Linked DNA regions of Mus musculus: region 1 is linked to region 2. Evidence: chromatin contacts called from public Hi-C data. All regions are on one chromosome and are shown on one strand. Each heading gives the region's core, a stretch centred on a gene start, on an enhancer-like site or on the middle of the called end of the contact. The rest is flanking DNA. Distances are from core to core; before and after follow the strand shown.

Region 1 (2,700 bases), core at 101-2,600, 470 kb before region 2:
TACTCACTGATAAGTGGATATTAGCCCAGAAACTTAGAATACCCAAGATATAAGATACAATTTGCTAAACGCATGAAACTCAAGAACGAAGACCAAAGTGTGGCCACTTTGCCCCTTCTTAGAATTTTGAACAAACCAGCCATGGAAGGAGTTACAGAGACAAAGTTTGGAGCTGAGATGAAACGATGGACCATCTAGAGACTGCCATATCCGGGATCCATCCCATAATCAGCTTCCAAACACTGACACCATTGTATACACTAGCAAGATTTTGCTGAAAGGACCCAGATATGGTTGTCTTTTGTGAGACTATGCAGGGGCCTGGCAAACACAGAAGTGGATGCTCACAGTCAGCTATTGGATGGCTCACAGGGCCCCCAATGGAGGAGCTAGAGAAAGTACTCAAGGAGCTAAAGGGATCTGCAACCCTATAGGTGGAACAACAATATGAACTAACCAGTACCCCAGATCTCATGTCTCTAGCTTCATATGTATCAGAAGATGGCCTTGTTGGCCATCAGTGGAAAGAGAGGTCCATTGGTCGTGCAAACTTTATATGCCTCAGTATAGGGGAACGCCAGGGCCAAGAAGTGGGAGTTGGTGGGTAGGGGAGTGAGTGGGGGAGTGTGTGTGGGACTTTTGGGATAGCATTGGAAATATAAATGAAATAAATGACCAAAAAAAACCCCAACAACCCCCCCCCCACAAAAAAAACCAACCTGTCTCTATTTGAACTTGCTTTGCCATAGCAATAGTGCAACTGGGCACAAGTTACTTTACCTTTTGTGGACTCAAGGTTGGCTGCCTTTGTCCCTCCCTCCCTCCCTCCCTCCCTCCCTCCCTCCCTCCCTCCCTCCCTCCCTCCCTCCCTCCCTCCCCCCTTTCTCCCTCCTTTCCTTCCTTCTTTCCCCAGTAGCATCTAGTAAAGCTACTGGATTCCATCTATAGTAAGATAGATTTTGCTTTGGGACACAGGCACAGCAGCAACCCTAAAGCTTCATGGAGCAATAGCCACCCTACCAGGAGAGGCACATGCCCATTTTTTTCTTCAAATCCATTTATTTTCATTATAAAAAGGGCCAACACACCACACTGGCTCACTATCTCTGCTACTGTTTGCAGTTTGAAATTTGACCAGAAGGGCGTACCCTTTCCAGCAGGCTAGGCATGGAACTCCTCTGAGGTCTGAAGAAGTCTTAAAAGCTAACATTCTCTCATCTGAATTTAGTAGCCGCTGTATATTTGGCTCTCTGAACTCTATCTCGATGCCTTTCACATAACTTAAGCTTTGGAGCCTAGTTGCATGCTCTCATCCCTGACCACAGAGTCTCCCTGCTCTATCTTCTGCTTCCCCTAGCAAACTGCCTGCTCTGTGGCCGGAACTTCCTCTTCTAAGCATTGCTGAAACATGGACTCTGTTGTTTGCGTTTCAGTATGAATGTAAATATTGGTTTGAAAAGGAAGACTGAAAGCAATGTGTAACAGCCTACAGTTTGAAAAGAACCGACATGTCATATTTTCTTCATGATAAAAAATTTTACAGCTTTGGATAACTAAAAGTTAAAACTTGAAAAATTTAAAAAGTGTTCTGATAGTTTGTTCCAAGCATAAATAGTTATTATAAATTTTGGAAATTGTAATCCTGGCCAAGCAATCTGGTCTGAACTTCTCAATCTAGCATATGAAGGTGAAACCAATACCTCTGATGCCTCTGCTGTCTCTTTGCTAGAATATTCTGTGATGTGGGGGAGCCAAAGGTGAGGAGGACATATATCTAAGTAATGGTTCAGAGAGCCACAGTTTACTGCCACCACCCTGCTCCATTGGCTGCTTGTGGCTACACATCTAGTTCTTGTGTGGTTTATATATGCTCTAGTGTGATGGCAATGTGTGTTTTGTTCTGGCTTTTGAGAGTGACCTGAGAGACTTCTGGTTTCTTGTCTGCCACCTGATTGACATTTATGAACTGATAGGAGCAGCTGTTGACCCTTGTTTCAAAGCGGAAGCCCTAGTGACTTTAAAGATAGGACATGAAAAGCCCCTAGCTTTATCTATGGTTCTGATTCAGTAGTCTAGTCTAGTCTTCTAGACACTCAAGTGTGGAAAATACTCTCTCCAGGTGATTAGAACACACAATGAATGTCACACACAATGGTAAGCTTCATTTGCTCCTGAAGTTGTCTCTCGTAGTACCCCCCCCCCCCCCACACACACACTGTTTAAATGTCCAGGGACTGAAAAGGAATGAACCTATAGACCTTTACAGTATAAGAAGCGGGGACAGACAAACACAGGAGTCCTCAGAGTTGTTTCTGAGTTCCCTTTCCTTTGCTTCTGTAGACAGCATTCAGAGGGAAGTTACTGTGGTATTGTAGCTGACTATATGACTCACTAAGCAGCATTGTATAGCACAGTTTCTAATCCCTTCCTATTGGGTTACCATTTAGTATATAGCTGACACTGAATTAACATTCTCACAACTCATCTGAAGCTTTCACCTTTAAGGCATCTACTCATTCACTTGTAAACTCACTGTTGACTATGCACTCACGATGTGGTGACAGTCTGAGCTTAGAGAGCAATACTGGAGGGCTCAAATCCAGGCTCCATCCTTTCTCTACATCTTGACATTGAACCAAGTATTAAATCTCAATTTTGTTATCTATCAAAAGGAAAATTCTAGAATTCCTTCCATTGGTG
Region 2 (2,700 bases), core at 159-2,658:
CCTAACTGCCACAATAGCTCTTTCATTCTCTGTAAGTGTCACAAAGGTTATGGCCAATAGCCTCAATAAGGCACTCCCCAGATTATGCTAATTTTATTAGCTATCAAAGTGTGTAAGAGCGTGCACTCTTACACACACACACATACACATAAATTATGAATTTAGTATTGCAGAGAAGGAATGAATACAAAAGACTTGGTATTGCATAAAAAATTATTTTAAAATATTTTACATAGACTTATGTTAGCTTGTCCCTTTCGCTTTTCCTCCTGATGATACTGTTGGAAGATCTTTCCCTTGTCCTATCACTACTGGGCCTCAATCAGAAGAACTCAGGTCACAAAGAGTGCTGTCTGGGCCAGAGATGATTGCCTGGGTAGACATATAGAGATAATTTAAACCTAAATATGTAACACATTTTATTTGTTCTACTTAATTATGAGAAAAGGAAGAAAGCTATTTTAGAAGAGAGATGGTTGCAGCAGAGGTGCTAAACTTCTTATAAAATTCACAGTAACATTGTAAGAAACGGATATAGGATCTTAGTAAAACAACTATGCAATTCAAAGTATTCCAGCAAGGTAAATAGCTCTCAGAATAGCAGAAGGGAGCAAACAAACACCCCTACAGAGGGTTTTTATTCCTAAAGCTAGGAAGTCTCCTGTGTCACATTGAGTAGAGGAATATGACTTCACATTCTTATGCTACTGGGTAATACAGTTTACAGGGAGACAGTAAACTTCAGCATATATTTTTATTCAACATCAGAGGAATTTGAGTTCCTGCCAAGTGGCTTCTTTACAATTATTGTCCGAGTGAAGTTTTACTTATTTAAATCTTTGGAAGAAAAGGCAGTGCATTTTGTTTAGGTTTACTACACATGCTCACACAGTGGGTCTTCCTGAAGGCTCTGTAAGGGAACACTTATAGAGTGTGGCCTTAGGGGTATTCTGTGTAAATTGGTTCTTCATGGACCTGTGAAGCTGTCCTCAGTCTGGACAATCAGCAAACTCTGATAAAGCCCCAACTCTCTACCATGCATTACACAAGGAACTGAGGCAAGCCCTGTCACCAGGAAGAGCTCACATGCTAGAGCTCATTTACTACTGTGCAAGTAACAAAGAGGAAGGAATAGTGCTAAGACATGATGAGAGCCTGCAGGGGCTGGGATAGCAGCAGTGTAGGAGAGATCCAATGTAATGGGCTATGGAGGGTAAGATTGCCTCAGACAAAAAGAGATTTTGTCAAAGAGTAAACGAGAGATCAAAACACTTAGGAAAGTTCAGTGGGTCTAAGGTATGAGAACTGAGAACAAGTGGTCATGTGACGAAGTTACAGAGCCGCATAAGCACTGAAGTCCAGGAAGTGCTGAGTCATGACATGTTGCAAACAGATGAGCATTTTGCAATTGTTTTTCTCACGGTGTGAAAAGTTTGGTCTCTCTTAGATCACTGCAGAAGCCAGCTATGGGGTGAGAATAAGTGTCTGCTCATCTATACAGAAGTATCATCTATACGGAAGTATCATCTATATGGAAGTATCATCTATACGGAAGTATCATCTATACGGAAGTATCATCTATACGGAAGTATCATCTATATGGAAGTATCATCTATATGGAAGTATCATCTATATGGAAGTATCATCTATATGGAAGTATACAGAGTATCTTCTACAGAAGACATTCAGGGAAGGGGGAACAAGGGTCTAGGCTGCCACCATGGCCCAGTCCAGCCTGGTCCAGATAGGAGGTCTTGAGACTGGAATGTGACCAGCTGCCCAGAAGGCACTAGGTGCTCCTATTTGGGTTGTCCATGGCTCATGAGCTCTCCCTGAGGGATGAACTTCCACATGCATCCAGTGCTAAACATCTGCAGGAAGCCCCTCTTGGCCAAGAGCAGTTCTCTGGAAGTAGCTCATGAGCAAGTCAGAAGTAAATCCCAGAGATGCTGAATGAGAGCACAAAAGAACTTCAGGAAACCTGGCAGAGCACTGGGATTATCCTCACTGCCCGGAAAGATGGACAGACAAGGTGTGCTAGCCAAGGTACAGCAGTGCGTACAAAACACTACAGTAACAATTTAAGACCCTGGCAAGCCTTAGCTTACTGGGGACTCCCTGAGTGAACAACACAGAGCCAGGAATCAATGCAAAAAGCAAGAAGAATTTGTTGTTCCAACATGTTGGGGTCGAACATGGAGAGAGAGGACAACCACAAGCAACCTTTATACAGTTCTCCAGGAAGCAGCCATTAGGCACAATGTGATTGGCAGAGCAGTGTGACTTTTAAACTGATTGGTCTATAGGGAATGAGGTAGGTGGCCAAAGGTCTTGGAATGTGTCTACCCCTACCCGCAGGTGGCCGGTGGTCAGTCCCTCCTCCCTGTGGTCTGAGGAATGTAATTAGCCCCTCCCTTCCAGAGGGGAGGGGTGCCTATGTTCTTTATGACCATTTGTTTCCAGGAGGGAAGGGGTCTGGTATAAAGTTCCTTGAGATGCCAAAGCTTTTAAATTCAGACTCCACTTTAGAGAACCTGACCTAACTTTGAACTCAGGTAGACTAACAGGTTGGTATCTAGCATTAGTTTCCAAATTGCCACCAACAAAAGCTGAGCCTAGCTCCAGTATCTAAGCTAATCCTCAACAAAAGCAGATTTTCTAGGTTACACCACCAACAAGACCAGTGTCTCTTGGCCCCCA

The links. Hi-C and Micro-C count contacts between places; a contact is called where the count stands out from the background.
Region 1: a contact with region 2 is called in a Hi-C map of bone marrow-derived macrophages, with 14 read pairs. The contact joins two enhancer-like sites. A contact is called at or near these places in 1 of 15 datasets of contacts at CTCF or cohesin (large pre-B cells), 3 of 484 Hi-C or Micro-C datasets (adipose-derived mesenchymal stem cells, bone marrow-derived macrophages and large pre-B cells) and 1 of 115 datasets of contacts at active chromatin or transcription factors (large pre-B cells).

The regions. Positions count from the first base shown.
Region 1 is chr14:17,878,316-17,881,015 of GRCm38.p6, reverse strand. All of the region lies in intron 2 of Thrb (thyroid hormone receptor beta), which reads right to left. Among named protein-coding and RNA genes, the nearest start is that of Thrb, 220 kb to the right of the region's middle. Within about 2 kb of position 1,350, at least 42 of the 459 cell types and tissues checked have an H3K27ac peak or open chromatin away from gene starts, as enhancers often do. A contact at or near this core is called in bone marrow-derived macrophages, where this site is marked.
Region 2 is chr14:17,413,104-17,415,803 of GRCm38.p6, reverse strand. No RefSeq gene overlaps it. Among named protein-coding and RNA genes, the nearest start is that of Gm32121, 6.7 kb to the right of the region's middle. Within about 2 kb of position 1,408, at least 53 of the 459 cell types and tissues checked have an H3K27ac peak or open chromatin away from gene starts, as enhancers often do. A contact at or near this core is called in bone marrow-derived macrophages, where this site is marked.